Linked DNA regions of Danio rerio: region 2 is linked to region 1. The links are chromatin contacts, called in public Hi-C maps. All regions are on one chromosome and are shown on one strand. The core of a region is the stretch at or near the end of the contact, and the rest is flanking DNA. Distances in the headings are between cores, read along the strand shown.

The links. Hi-C and Micro-C count contacts between places; a contact is called where the count stands out from the background.
Region 2: a Hi-C map of an unstated tissue shows a contact between it and region 1, with 2.6 times the contacts expected there. The contact joins two enhancer-like sites. A contact is called at or near these places in 2 of 18 Hi-C or Micro-C datasets (caudal fin and an unstated tissue).

What each region holds. Positions count from the first base shown.
Region 1 is chr23:28,506,832-28,509,531 of GRCz12tu, forward strand. It overlaps lrp1ab (low density lipoprotein receptor-related protein 1Ab), which reads right to left. Exons shown (of 90, transcript XM_021469971.2): 8 at 1,593-1,815; 9 at 350-539. Among named protein-coding and RNA genes, the nearest start is that of lrp1ab, 120 kb to the right of the region's middle. Within about 2 kb of position 1,425, at least 8 of the 62 cell types and tissues checked have an H3K27ac peak or open chromatin away from gene starts, as enhancers often do. A contact at or near this core is called in caudal fin, where this site is marked.
Region 2 is chr23:28,549,371-28,552,070 of GRCz12tu, forward strand. The region is part of intron 3 of lrp1ab (low density lipoprotein receptor-related protein 1Ab); the gene reads right to left. Among named protein-coding and RNA genes, the nearest start is that of lrp1ab, 81 kb to the right of the region's middle. Within about 2 kb of position 1,336, at least 8 of the 62 cell types and tissues checked have an H3K27ac peak or open chromatin away from gene starts, as enhancers often do. A contact at or near this core is called in caudal fin, where this site is marked.

The DNA of each region.
Region 1 (2,700 bases), core at 175-2,674:
ATTTGTAAAAAAACAAACAAACAAAAAAAATAGCCTGTACAAATGTAAGTGTACACAGGTTTTTTAAAATTGTTATGTAGAACTGTACGGTCAGATTTTTGGTTGACCAATCAGCAGAAAGAAGATTTTCATCCTTGCCCAAAAGTAGCCAAATAAGATCAAATATTTTTGCCATTTATGAACATTCTGTGCCAAAATGCAATAAAAATTAAGCTGAATTTAAATAAATAAATTCCAACTTTTCAATAAAATCAAATATAAAAAACATGACATACAGAATAGACTGCTTGAAATGCTTCCCTATTTTTGAATTTAGAAATTGAAAAAAAAAAGCATTTTTGTGTTGTACCTGTGGGTTGGCGTCTCTGGTGGTAAACATGAAGAGCGCCACCTTTATCCACACGCGTGACCACCTGGAAGTCAGAGCTGTTGAATCGGTTGACTCTGATGACGCTGGTTTTGGGTTGCATGTTGGCGTTGTCAGAGTTGGTGGCATACAGATAGTTCTCAAACACTGTTAAACCATACAGATGCTCAATCTGCCAAAACAAGCAGAATTAAAAGATTAAAATTTATATATTAATTAAATACATGGCAGAGCATAGTGTTTGCCACACCACATATAAAAATGAAATAAATATATAAATATAAACTGAACTAAACCAATTCAAACTATTGATGATGACAATTTAATTCAATAATCAATTCAAAGCATTTAAAATCCATGCTTCGTTTTTTTATAGAATATTTTAATGCATAACAGAAAAATTCTAGATTGCTTTTGAGACATTTGGTTTCTGTATCTTCAGTGTTATTAACTGACTGATTCATGATATGATACAGTTGATGTTAAAATGATTGAAATTTAAAATCTTTTCAAATTAATTCCCAAGTGCTGTTTAAAGGAGACACATTTTTAAACATAAGTTTTAATAAAAAATATCTAATAACTATTTTCTTTGGTCTTTGCCATGAAGACAGAACATAATATTTTCTTAAAAGTGGAACTTAAAGCGTTTACGTAGGTTAATTAGATTAAATAAGCAAGTTAGTAGTTAATTCTGTAGCCAATTAACAAAAAAATATAGAACTTCTTAAGGGGGCTAATAATATTGACCTCAAAATTGTTTACAAAATTTAGAAACTGCTTTCTCAAGAAGAAAAAAATATGATAGTAAAAAACTGTGAAAATGTTCTTGTTCCATTAAACATCACTTGGGAAATATTTAAGGAAAAAAAATGTATTTGAAAATAAAAAAGAGCAAAATATATTAACTTAAGTAGGACAATTGTAACACTAACAGTGCAAGGTACAACAAGTAGTGTTTATTTTGGCGATACACTGAATGTAAACCAGGACTGAAATGTTTCCAGACACAATGCACTTGCACAATGTTTCGGATGATCTAATGCTGATCTTTCAGTCCTGATGATCGTGTGACTCTCTCAGTTCCACAAACTCATGAGTGATAATGACGTCGATGTCAGTAACATACTGAGATGGAGGTCAAGGCTCCAAACAAACACATCTTTTACAGCAGGCATGTGTTTGGCGTTCACAAAGACACACAAGTGTGACACTTCAGACATACCAGTAAGCCCTGAATGATGGTGTGCCGGTTCTTGCCTTCGTAATCCACCACCTCAATATAATCTAAGTAAGCATCAGTCCAGTACACCAGCTTGTTGGCCAGGTCCAGAGTGATGCCGTTAGGGAAGACGATTTTACTGTCCACTAGTTTGGTGCGGTTCTGCCCGTCCATATCACAGCGCTCTACTTTTGGGGTCTGGCCATAATCTGTGAAGAACACTTTTCTGGAAGAAAAGAAAAATTATTATGAATGAAGTGTATGCTTTAGGGAATTGAAGAAAAACAAGTCATGACAGAAATATAAATAAATCTAATTTAAATATATATTTAAAAAAATAAATAAATAATGACTCAATTTTGACAGTGAAACATTTTCTATTTTCAAGATTCATTCATTCATTCATTTTCTTTTTGGCTTAGTCCTTTGTTAATCAGGGGTTGCCACAGCGGAATGAGCTGCCAACTTATCCAGCATATGGTATTACGCAAAGGATGCCCTTTCAGCTGCAACCCAGCTCTAGGAAACACCCATACACTCTCATTCACACATATACATGCACTACGGACATTTTTGTTTATTCAATTAACCTATAAAGCAAGTCTTTGGACTGTGGGGGAGACAGGAGCACCTGGAGGAAACCAAGGCCAACACTGGGAGAACATGTAAACTCTACACAGAAATGACAACTGGCCCAGCCGGGGCTCGAACCAGTGACCTACTTGCTGTAGAGGAACATTACTACCCACTGTGACACCGTGTCGACCCGATATTTTTTTTTAGGATTTTTGGTTATTATTTAGTTTTTTCCCCAATAATTTACATTGCTTTTAGAAAACATTTAGTAACTTCACTTTTCATGATATGATTTAAAGTCATTCTGTCCAGACCCAGTGTATCATTAAATCTATTCTGGGTTTACTCCCCTCATATCTGTAAACTTAAATTTGTAAAAAATAAATAAATAAATAAATAAATAAACAAACTGTCTCGAGCTATAGCTTTCGGACTCTGAGAAATTTTATTTGTATTTTTTATTATAGGAACAATATGGCGCATACTGAAATTTGGGGAAAAGGCTTTTAAATAGGCAACACCTCTTGCATGGAAT
Region 2 (2,700 bases), core at 86-2,585, 42 kb after region 1:
ACTGTGAAGACTGTTGCTAAACGAAAAAGCTAACAGGCTAATGGTTAAATAGGCTAACTAAACTAAACCGAATCATAATATGTAACCCTAAATTTGATTTTCACAGCAATTTGAGCTCACTGCTTGCGAAAAGCTTAAACAAATCAAACTTTCTTACAGTAAATGAGATTTTTAATGCTAACTAAAATTGCTAACAGCTACAAAATAGTAAACTAGTCATAACTGTAAGTCTAATTTCCACTGCTGATTGAAATGGCTAACTCCTTAAAAATACTAAAGCCAATGAAACTTCAAAACTGTAAATGATAATTTCACTACTTAATAAAATATCTAACATCTATATAAAACAATCAAACTTTCTAAAAGAGGATTTCACTAGCAAGTAAAAAAAAAAAAAACAGCTAGAAAACAAAAAACTAAAATGCCTTTCACAAAAAAAAAATAAAAAATAAAAAAATCAGCCTCCTTTTTAAAAGCCATAAAAAAAGAAAAATCACCAATCAACTGCCAGTAACATGAGATCAGATGTTGGGAAATAGCTCTATAATAAAACATATTCCTCCACTCTGTTGTGAAATAACCCATTTTAAAGAGTAAAAAGAAAAAATGTTAATTTTAAAAAATGTTGGAAATGTGCATATGGCGCAACGAGAGCTGACCAGAGACATTTTTGTACAAATTGTCATCGCCGCTCCAAGTTTGAAAGCTCTAAATCTCAAGATCTTCATCAGAAAGCTGTTTTGGAGAGGTACTGACAGAGTTTGGCCCGTGTCTTCATAGTGGGAGAAACTGGACAGACCTTGAAACATCTCTGAGAGGCTTTAGTGCAGAATGATTAAATCAAGACTGCGGGGAGTCAATTAAATCAGCCAAGAGGGAAAACACAATCAAACCGGCATTGAGACGCTTTCCAGCTCAGCAAGGGAGGGAATTTGCAAAGCCCAGAATATGAGGAACCAGACTAGCATAAGCACGGCTAATATTAGAGGGAGGCTTGGTTATTCGCATTCCCATCACTGATTTCTCTATCCTGCAGACGTATCGCACGGTAATAATCTCATGCCTGCCTCCCTCTCTCTGCCCATTTGTCAACAACTCTAATTACTTAGAAATATAGACTGACAAAATATGTTTTGAAAACATTGCAGCTGAGATTCTTGCACAATCTCCGCGTCTGTTCTGTGAAAACACAGTAAAGCTTGTGAAACTGTAAACCATTCTGTGAAAGTGGAAACGGGCAAACACCAACAGGAAAATACATCCCAGTGTATGTTTTTGTGTGCTGAACGTGTGTGTGGAAGAGCGGGCGAGTGTTTACCTCAGGGTTCAAAGGGTCAGGATTTGAGCCGGAGGACAAGTAAAGTGTGTGAGCGTCAGACGGGGGCCAGATCAGAAAGGCACGTTGTTTATCATCCGGCCTTTAAAACCTAAGGTCTGTCATTCTGGCATTCCTTCAGTATGGAAATATGGTGCTGAACAGACCGGGATTAACATCACAGGGATTGTTTTGACCCTCCAATCTAAGCCTTCCCTTTTGAAATTTGATTTAACTGTCAGTCTAATTTCTTTCAATTACTTGCTAAGTGGGCAGATCATTTCATTAAAGATATATGTCAGCTGGATGAAACGGCGACTCTCAAGAGTTTGGGCACTAACAAGATGAGTCTGATAACGTATGTGAGGATGATGCTAACCAGCACCCTCAGGTTCAGATCCTTGCATCTAATTATGATATATCTGTCTGAAAGAAAGACACCATATGAATTTAAAATCAGTGTTTTTCTTAACATTATTCAAAATATATAATAATATGATCCTTAGTTTTAGTTGATATTTTGGTTCTACTTTACAGTAAGGTTCCATTAGTCTTTCATGTATTTGTTTTCCTTTAGCTTATTTATCAGGAGTTGCCACAGCAGAATGAACCACTAACTATTTAGGCATACGTTTTACACAGTGAATGCCCTTTCAGCTGCAAGCCAGCACTTGGAAACACCCATACACTCTCATTCACACACGCACTCATACACTACAGCCAATTTTGTTTTCCCCAATTCACCTATAGTGCACGTCTTTGCAATCGGCGAAACCGAAGTACCCTGAGGAAACTAACGCAAGCACAGGGAGAACATGCAAACTCCACACAGAAATGCCAACTGACCCAGCTGGGACTCGAACCAGCGACCTTCTTGCTGTAAGGTGACAGAGCTAACCACGGAGTCATTGTGCCAGAGTTCTATACAGTTAAGTAATAGTTAATATACATCTAGCCGGTTGTTCACACAGAACAAAATCTGACAGGCTTATTAGCATACTGATAGCCTATTTGTGAGGCAGAGGGCTGTTATATAAGACTGAAGGGCTTTACTCTTTGAAAAAACAGCTAGCTAGATGTACATTATTACACTTATTACATGACTAGAGTTACAAAAGTAAACAATTAGACAGAAAACTGTGATCTTGGCTGCAATAATTTACTAATTGTTTAATTAAATGTAAAGCTAGCAAGAAAGCTTGAAAGAAAAACTAAACTACAGCAGTGACACAATGTTGTTATGTTTGTTAAAAGTATCAACTTTGATACCAATTCATACAAAATCTTTTAAATTATATATTTCTCACTAGCATTTGAGCGCTGCTTAGCACTTTCTTAAACACAGCTAATTGGTCTCTGCATTCACATTATTATTGTTGCTTTAC